Regions from separate parts of the Oryctolagus cuniculus genome. Here region 1 is linked to region 2. A link is a contact called in public Micro-C data. All regions are on one chromosome and are shown on one strand. The core of a region is the stretch at or near the end of the contact, and the rest is flanking DNA. Distances in the headings are between cores, read along the strand shown.

The links. A called contact is a pair of places that touch in the nucleus more often than the background predicts.
Region 1: a contact with region 2 is called in a Micro-C map of ear pinna, with 5 times the contacts expected there. The contact joins the promoter of KIF2C here to the promoter of MUTYH in region 2. A contact is called at or near these places in 3 of 6 Hi-C or Micro-C datasets (ear pinna, psoas muscle and an unstated tissue).

What each region holds. Positions count from the first base shown.
Region 1 is chr7:128,132,594-128,136,492 of mOryCun1.1, forward strand. KIF2C (kinesin family member 2C) reads right to left here and starts at 1,268. Exons shown (of 21, transcript XM_002715148.5): 1 at 988-1,268. The coding sequence starts at 1,057.
Region 2 is chr7:127,558,890-127,563,303 of mOryCun1.1, forward strand. MUTYH (mutY DNA glycosylase) reads left to right here and starts at 2,586. Exons shown (of 16, transcript XM_051857857.2): 1 at 2,586-2,725. TOE1 (target of EGR1, exonuclease) reads right to left here and starts at 2,526. Exons shown (of 8, transcript XM_002715140.5): 1 at 2,397-2,526; 2 at 1,537-1,679; 3 at 1,410-1,450; 4 at 1,153-1,249; 5 at 865-1,023; 6 at 372-631; 7 at 38-197. The coding sequence starts at 2,448.

The DNA.
Region 1 (3,899 bases), core at 18-2,517, 570 kb after region 2:
AAAGAGAACCCTCAGGTACAGGCATTACGCTCGCAGGTCAGATGTCTGCGCACTACATCAGAGTACCTGGCTTTATTTATTTTTTATTGACAGGCAGAGTGGACAGTGAGAGAGAGAGAGAGAGAAAGGTCTTCCTTTGCCGTTGGTTCACCCTCCAATGGCCGCAGCGGCCGGCGCACCGCGCTGATCCGAAGGCAGGAGCCAGGTGCTTCTCCTGGTCTCCCATGGGGTGCAGGGCCCAAGCACTTGGGCCATCCTCCACTGCACTCCCGGGCCACAGCAGAGGGCTGGCCTAGAAGAGGGGCAACTGGGACAGAACCCGGCGCCCCGACCGGGACTAGAACCCGGTGTGCCGGCGCCGCAAGGCGGAGGATTAGCCTAGTGAGCCGCGGCGCCGGCCACGAAAGAGTTTCTGATCAACGTGAGAGTCAATTCAGTCATGCGAACTGCGCTGAACACAACACTGAGGATCCGGACATCTCCGACCACTCTCCTAAAATCAGGAAGATTGCACCTGTCTGAGCCGCAGCAGCTGCGTAGCCCAAGAGCACCGCATTACACGCTTCCCAAGAGCAAGGATCTTGTCCGTCTTGTTGATTCTGAACACCACTGCCTGACACACTGCAACTCACCAACTTCTGTCGGAGTAGAGGGGCCACAGAACCGATATCCCCAAAAAAGCGCGGAAGTTTCAGGGGAGAATTCTGGAAGGGAACTACATCTAATTTCAGCCCTAATTTAATTTCCCTGGCAGGTCCAATGACCACGGAGAAGCTCCGCCCACTCCCGGAGTGCAGGGACCCCAAACCAGCACAGAGGTTTCTGCCCTTACGTAGGGAAGACCGACTGCCAGTGTAGAAACCCCGACCCTGCGTTTGCGGGGAAAATTCCCAACAGCGTCTCGGGGCCCTGCCGTTTGAGAGCAGGGTAGTAATTTCAGCCCTCTCTGTTCATAGCTCCCCATGGCCTCGGGACACAGCCCCTCACCATTACTGCGTTGGATCTTGATGGTGAGACCGGGAAACAGGCGCGCCGGAAGCGATGACTCCATGGGCATTCGGAGGTCCTCCAGGAAGAAAAATGCGAAATGCCAAGAAATCACAACTCTGCTAAACCTCCGAATTCGCAAACCGCCGTAGTTTAAACCCCGCGCGCCAGCGTCCCTGATGACGTCACATGCTGCGCCAGCCTCGCTTCCGCCAGTCAGCGGTGCCCTGCGGGGCCTTGTGGGATATGTAGTTCCCAGCCCGTTTGCCGGCGCTCGGGACAGCCTGTTCGTCTAGCCACACCCGCGAGCGCTGTGCCTGCCGGGAGTTTTGCCGGAAGTTGGCGTGAAAGCGCTGTTCTTGCGTTGAGTACCGCGTCCGTGTCTCTCTGACGGGTGTGTAGTGCTCGGTGTTTGAGAGTGAGGGCCCCGTACCCTACAGCCATGGTTCAGATCCTGGCTTGTTCAGTTGCTAGTTCAGGCTCTGCTAATGCGCCTGGGAAAGCAGAGGACGGCCCATGTATTTGGGTGCCTGCCACCCCGTGGGAGACCAGAATGCAGATCCTGGCTTCAGCCTGGTCCCAAACTGACCGTTGCAACCATTTGGGGAGTGCACCGCTAGATGGAAGATCTCTCTCTCTCTCTCACTTTGCCTTTCAAATAAATAAATAAATCTTTTAAAAAGTTATGGGAGATCATTGGTTTATTGGACTCCTGCTCTAGGCACCAGTGGCCAAACCAGAATTGAGTCACTTATGCTGAAGTTCAGTCACTATGCTGAAATTAAGTTGTTTATCTGACTTCCTAGAAATCGAGAGGGTGAGAGATAAGAACCAAATCCCATGACAAGCCAGCTCTCCCTGTCATGATAAGTGACTTTCAAGGTTAACACTCACAGTGAAAGTAAGTTTGAAACAACCAATCTGGTTTTTGTTCTGATTCTGCTTTCCTCAGCCTTCTCTGAGGGTAAAAACCAACCTCCCAGGGCAAGCATTTGGTCTGGCAAGCCCCTGGGTGGAACCTCTGCATCCAATTACTGAGTGCCTGGGTTCACATCCCAGCTCCGCTCCTGCTTCCAGCTGCCTGCTAATGCACGCCCTATTGGCAGCAGGTGATGGCTCAGTTAGTGAGGTCCTGGCCACCTATGTGGAAGACCTGGATGGGGTTTCCCGCTCCTTGGCTTTGGCCTGACCCAGTACTAGCTCTCGCTGGCATTTGGAGAGGGAACCTGCAGATGGGAGCTCTCTTTCTGTCTCTGTTTGCCTCAGAGAAGAAAGAAAACCAGTCTCCTCGCTTAGCTCAGTGCAACAACTCATTCTGTTTTATGGAAATAAAGTGTTGCCTGATTCTAGAATCACAAGTAAAAGACAATTGAGGTCTTTGTATTTTAAAAAGATGCATTTATTTTACTTGAAAGGCAGTCACACAGAGAGAGTGAAAGGCAGAGAGTGATATCTTCCATTCGCTGGTTCACTCCCCAAATGGCCCTAATGGCCAGAGCTGGGCTGGTCCGAAGCCAGGAGCTTCCTCCAGGTCTCCCATGTGGGTGGCAGGGGCTCACGCTCTTCTGCTGCTTTCCCAGACACATTAGCAGGGAGCTGGATCAGAAGTGGAGCAGCCAGAGCTCGAACCAATGCCTTTATGGGATGCTGGTGCCACAAGCAGTGGCTTAACCTTCCGTGCCTTAATATTATAGCCGCTTCTTCTGGGTCTCAAGTCCATCTTCTACTGCTTTCCCAGGCCATAGAGGAGAGCTGGATTGGAAGTGGAGCAACTGGGTCTCGAACCGGCGCCCATATGGGATGCCAGTGCTTCAGGCCAGGGCATTAATCTGCTGCACCACAGCACCGGCCCCCCAATTTTATTATTATTTTTTCCCTTTTTTTTGACAGGCAGAGTGGACAGTGAGAGAGAGACAGAGAGAAAGGTCCTTTGACAGGCAGAGTGGACAGTGAGAGACAGAGAGAAACAGACAGAAAGGTCTTCCTTTACCATTGGTTCACCCTCCAATGGCCGCTGCGGCCTGCGCACCGGGCTGATCCGAAGCCAGGAGCCAGGTGCTTCTCCTGGTCTCCCATGCGGGTGCAGGGCCCAAGCACTTGGGCCATCCTCCACTGCCCTCCCAGGCCACAGCAGAGAGCTGGACTGGAAGAGGGGCAACCGGGACAGAATCTGGCACCCTGACTGGGACTAGAACCCAGTGTGCTGGCGCCTCAAGGCGGAGGATTAGCCTATTGAGCTGCGGCGCTGGTCCCAATTTTATTATTATTTTTTTTAAATCGTGTTTTAAAATTTTTATTTGGCTGACGCCACGGCTCACTTGGCTAATCCTTTGCCTGTGGTGCCAGCACCCCGGGTTCTAGTTCCGGTCAGGGCACCAGATTCTGTCCCGGTTGCTCCTCTTCCAGTCCAGCTCTCTGCTGTGGCCCGGGAGTGCAGTGGAGGATGGCCCAAGTGCTTGGGCCCTGCACCTGCATGGGAGACTGGGGGAAGCACCTGGCTCCCGGCTTCGGATCGGCGCAGCACTCCGGCTGTAGCAGCCATTTGGGGGGTGAACCAACGGAAAAAGGAAGACCTTTCTCTCTGTCACTCTCTCACTGTCCACTCTGCCTGTAAAAAAAAAAAATTTTTTTTTAATTTATTTGAAAGGCACAGAGTCAGAGAGAGAGAGAGATCCTTCATCTACAGTTGCACTGCCCAAATGCCCACAACAACCACAGCTGGACTAGACCAAAGCCAGGAACCCAGAACTCAATCCAGGTCTTCTACATGGGTACCAGGGACTCAAGTCCCAGCTCACCTACTTCCAATCCAGCTTCCTATTTAATGTGCACCCTCGGAGGCAGCAGATGAAGGCTCAAATACTTAGATCCTAGCTACCCACATGGGAGACACTGAGTTCTGGACTCTAGGC
Region 2 (4,414 bases), core at 1,336-3,835:
GCATCGGAACCTCCCTAGCCCAGCCAAGTGCTCTCACCGAGAAGTTGTCACAGATGCTGGTAGGATGGGGTTGGTGGGTTGCAGGGGGCATGCAGCAACGGTAGTCAATATGGGCCCTCATGCTAGAAGGATAGTTGCAGAACTCCAGGGTAAGGTGTGGGCCACCAGCTGTCCGCTGCTTCCCATTTTCCCGCTCACTGCAACAGCACAACCATTAACATAAGCGCCACTAGAGCAGTATTTGTTCTGTTCACTGCTGAATCCTCAGCACCTAAGACAACGCCTGACACATGGTAGGCACTCGATAAATATCGTGAGTGGATGAAATAGGCTTGGACCAAGTCCCACCCTTCCCTCAACCATTCTCTCACCATTTCCGGAAGGCATATTCTAAGTAGGAGGCCATGAAGCGGGTATGAAACTCAGCAGCATATTTGGTGTCATAAATGCCTGCTGGGAACATCTCACACAGGTCAGCCGTGAAGGTTCCCAGGCTCTCGGGCAGGTGTGCGTAGAAATTCTGGTATAGGAATACCAAGTCTATAAGGCCATTGTGTAGTACCAGAGGCCGGCGGGCCCGAATTAGCTCCAGGAACAGTGTCCGTACTGACTGGCTCTGGCTCTCATCACCCTAGGTGGGAGAAAAGAGGTCATAGGGAAGGAAACATTCCCCTACCTGGAAAACTCTCCCTCTCTCTAAGCCAGGGCTACCAACCTTTGTTATCAGTCACCTTTCCCCAGCCCTGAAACTAGTGATTCCCCATATTCCCTAAGAAGCAGATTCTCCCCAGGCATCTAGCTAGCGTCTGAGGAAGAGAAGTCCCAGAAGACATAGACTCAAGGCTAGAGAAGCTGCAGGCCTACCTTGTCATTTCCTTTATGGTAGGGGATGCCTTGGGCATACTGCCGGTTGAAGTTAAAGCCATGCTGTACCAGGAACTGCACAGACTTTGGTTCTATGACATATTCTTCCATGCACAGCAGGGTGAGATTGAACACTTGGGCCAAATAGGTGTGTTTTCCCTAGAAGAAAAAGAGGGTCTACTATATCAAAATTTGGGAGGAAAAAACATTACACTCAATGTTCCTCAGGATCTCACTCCCTCCTCCCCTTAGCCATAGACCTGAGAGGGGGGTGCCATTAGCCCATACCTTTTCTGGCTGCTGCTTAAAGCAGGCGAGGCCCAGGGAGAGGATAGAACGGGTTCTGGCAGCATGACACACGGCCTTGTAACGTTCCTCGATGCACCTTAGGTTGGGTTTGGGGGTGGCTATGGCTAGGAGGTAGCTTCATGAAAGACCCAAACTATCCAGGACTGTGACAGTACCCCCTTCCCCCACCAACTCCAGGGTTGAGGTCTGCCCTTCTTGCCAGGGTTGGGACTAAAAAGAACAGGGATTATACTTACTGGTTCAGCAAACTCTTTCTGTCCCCAAGTCCACTCAGTTCCTATGCGTGCATAAAGGGAGGGTTGTGACAGGTCCCTAACACCAACCCATTCAGAACCACCCACCCCCCTATTTCCCAATTCTCACTGTGTCCACAGCCACAAAGCTAGATGTCTTAATGGCCAGCAGGAGGGATGGCCACATCTCCTTGAAGTTGTCACTTTGCACATCCAACACAGGAACCTGGACTACCAGCTCCTCTCCTGATTTTGTGCTGTTGCTAACACAACCTAGGGGGGAGAGTGGTGAATATTTATGCTCTGGCAAAGGCCTATGGGAACAGATACCAAGCAAGGCCATGGGGTGGGGAAGGAGGGGCAGTTTCCAATGGTGGCTTTTCTCCAGGGTCTTTGTATCCCTCTTGTTCCATACACAGGCCTTCCAGTGGTCAGTGCCCTGAATTTGAACAGAGGAAGCCTGAGTCTGCCAGGGGATTAATGTGACACTTTGGGGACATTTCTTCCCCTCAGTGTCACAATCATCAAGGGGGAGGTTGGGCTACACGACCTTTGCGGTTCCTTTTCCCATACTCTGCGGGAAGTTTGTGCAGAGCTCTCTAATATCCCACAAGGCTGCACACTATTGTTCCCACAATGCCCCCAAAGCCACAGGCAACAGCTCCCAATATTCCCCATGGCCTGATAACACCCCACTTCCTCCGGACCACAACGCCCAGCGTGCCCCACTCTCCGAATCACAACTATCAACAGCTCTGAGCTCCAGACTACATCTCCCGGCACGCCCCACCACCGCTGACTACCTCCCAACACGCCAGGATAGTGCCGCCGAGCCGCGATGCACACTGGGACTTGTAGTCTTCCCGTGGCTGGCTCGGGCAAGAGCTAGTGCTCTTGAAGCCTGAAGTCTGTCTCCAGGACTAAGAGCACGAGGCCTTCCCCGTCCCGGCGCTCATAGGCGTTTAAAGCGGTCCCCGGGAAGCCGCTCACCGCCAGAGGCCGCTGGAGCCGAAGCTGCGCCATCGTGATTGCTGGCGGCCATGACGCCGCGCTTCCCTCGCTGGAGTTGTAGCAGGGTTCGCGGGACTTCCGCTTCGTCTCCTGGCGCGACTCGGGCTGTCGGCTATGGGGCGGGGTCTCGCCCTCCGGGTTCTCAATGGGTCGGACTTCCGTTCAGACCTCCCGGGTCTGGGTTGGGGGCGTGGGCCTAGCGCGCGCTGAGAGCCTATTGGCTGGTCCGGCCGGCTCGCTGCCAGATTGGCAGGAGCCACGCCCTCTGGCGTGCCCCCGCGAGCTGGGCGCGGGAGAACAAGCAGGAGGTAATGTCTTAAACAGCGCGCGCGAGAATGGGGCTACGGCATCGGGCTGTCTTCATCAGGGCGGCGCGAGGGATGAGGCTGGCGGAGGCGGGCTTCCCAGAGGGAGCGTCGCTGCCAAGCGCTGAGCGTGGAGCATGCCCCGGAGTTAGGCCAAGGGAGGGCTGTCTTCTGCTCGGCAGATTTCGAGAGGAGGGTTCGCGGGACTTCCGCATGAGCTTCCGGGAAGTGAAAGTGGCGGGCAGCCGGGCACAGGATGAGGCTGCAGAGTGGGTAGAGCGACCGGACTAGCCGGGAAGCTAGGTCGATGGTTATGTGGGCTTGAATTACAGGTGCAGTAGTAGGGATGGTGATAAAGGGGCAGATTGTAAAGCGCTTGGGGAGCACAGTTGGCCCAGAAGGTGACCGAAAGGGACTGCTAGTTAGAGAGGTGGCCTGTCGGAGACCAGTCTCTCGTGCTCTGGTTCTCATCCCCTTGGCCCGTCAACACTTTCTTCCTTGGCTATTCACTTGTTTCTCGTTCATCTTCAACTTTCTCTCTCTACGGAGTCCTTATCAGTATTCACAATTGCATGAATTTTTTCCATCCTGACAAAGGGAAAGCCCCTTCAACGATCTCACGTGTCACTAATTCGTTTAACAAGTTATGTATTGCGTCCAGTTTACCTGGCATTATCAGGACACAACAGCCAACAGAAGAGACCCTGACCTTGCCTTTATGTTGTTTTTTTATAGCCGTGGTAGAAACAGACACTGACCAAAAGAATCACTGTAAGTGTGAGATCGCACCTGATGTGGGAGCTACCGTGGAGAGCTGCGAGGATATGACTGGGGGTCTGATCTGAAAAACGATTAGGTGTTAGGTAAAGCGTGCAAGAGTTGTCCAGGCGGAGGAAATGGATTGCATGAGGCCTCAAAGTGGGCCAACACGGGAGCATGGAAGCAACCAAATTCTGGCCGACGTGGCTGGAGCATGGTCAGAGAGATGAGGCGGATGAGGTCCTGATCAGTGGAGCCGCAAGGCTTTGGGAAGAGGCGGGGCTCCTAACAGCAAGGGGGCCGGGTGATGCCAAAGCCTTCCCAGTGGCCTCCAAGGCAGTTTGTCATCCGGCTCTACCTGCCCTCTACCTCTCAAGCCTCATGTAGCGTGTACCCTCTCCTCACTTCATTGTAGCCACAGTAGCCCCCGTTTATACCATAAACATGCCCGACGTCCTCCTTGGAGCCCTTGCACTAGCTTCCTGATACACCGTTCCCACAGGTGTCCATGTGCTAATTCCAACCGCTTCAAGTCATTGGCCAAGCATCACTTTAGTAAGGTCCCTGACCATGGTCTTGACATTTGCAGCACTCTGCCCTCCACCCCAGCACTGTACATCCTCTGTACTTGCTCTACTTGTTCTCTCTATGCTAATATTTATCACCTTCTAACCATACTAGATAAACTGACTTCTTATGCATGTTATTCATGGTGTTCCATTAGATTTTTTTTTTATTTGACAGTGAGAGAAAGAGAGACAGAGAGAAAGGTCTTCCTTCTATTGGTTCATCCCCCCAATGGCTGCCATGGCCCGCGCTGCGCCAATCCGAAGCCAGGAGCCAGGTGCTTCTTCCTAGTCTCCCATGTGGGTGCAGGGGCTCAAGCACTTGGGCCATCCTCCACTGTGCTCCCGGGCCACAGCAGAGAGCTGG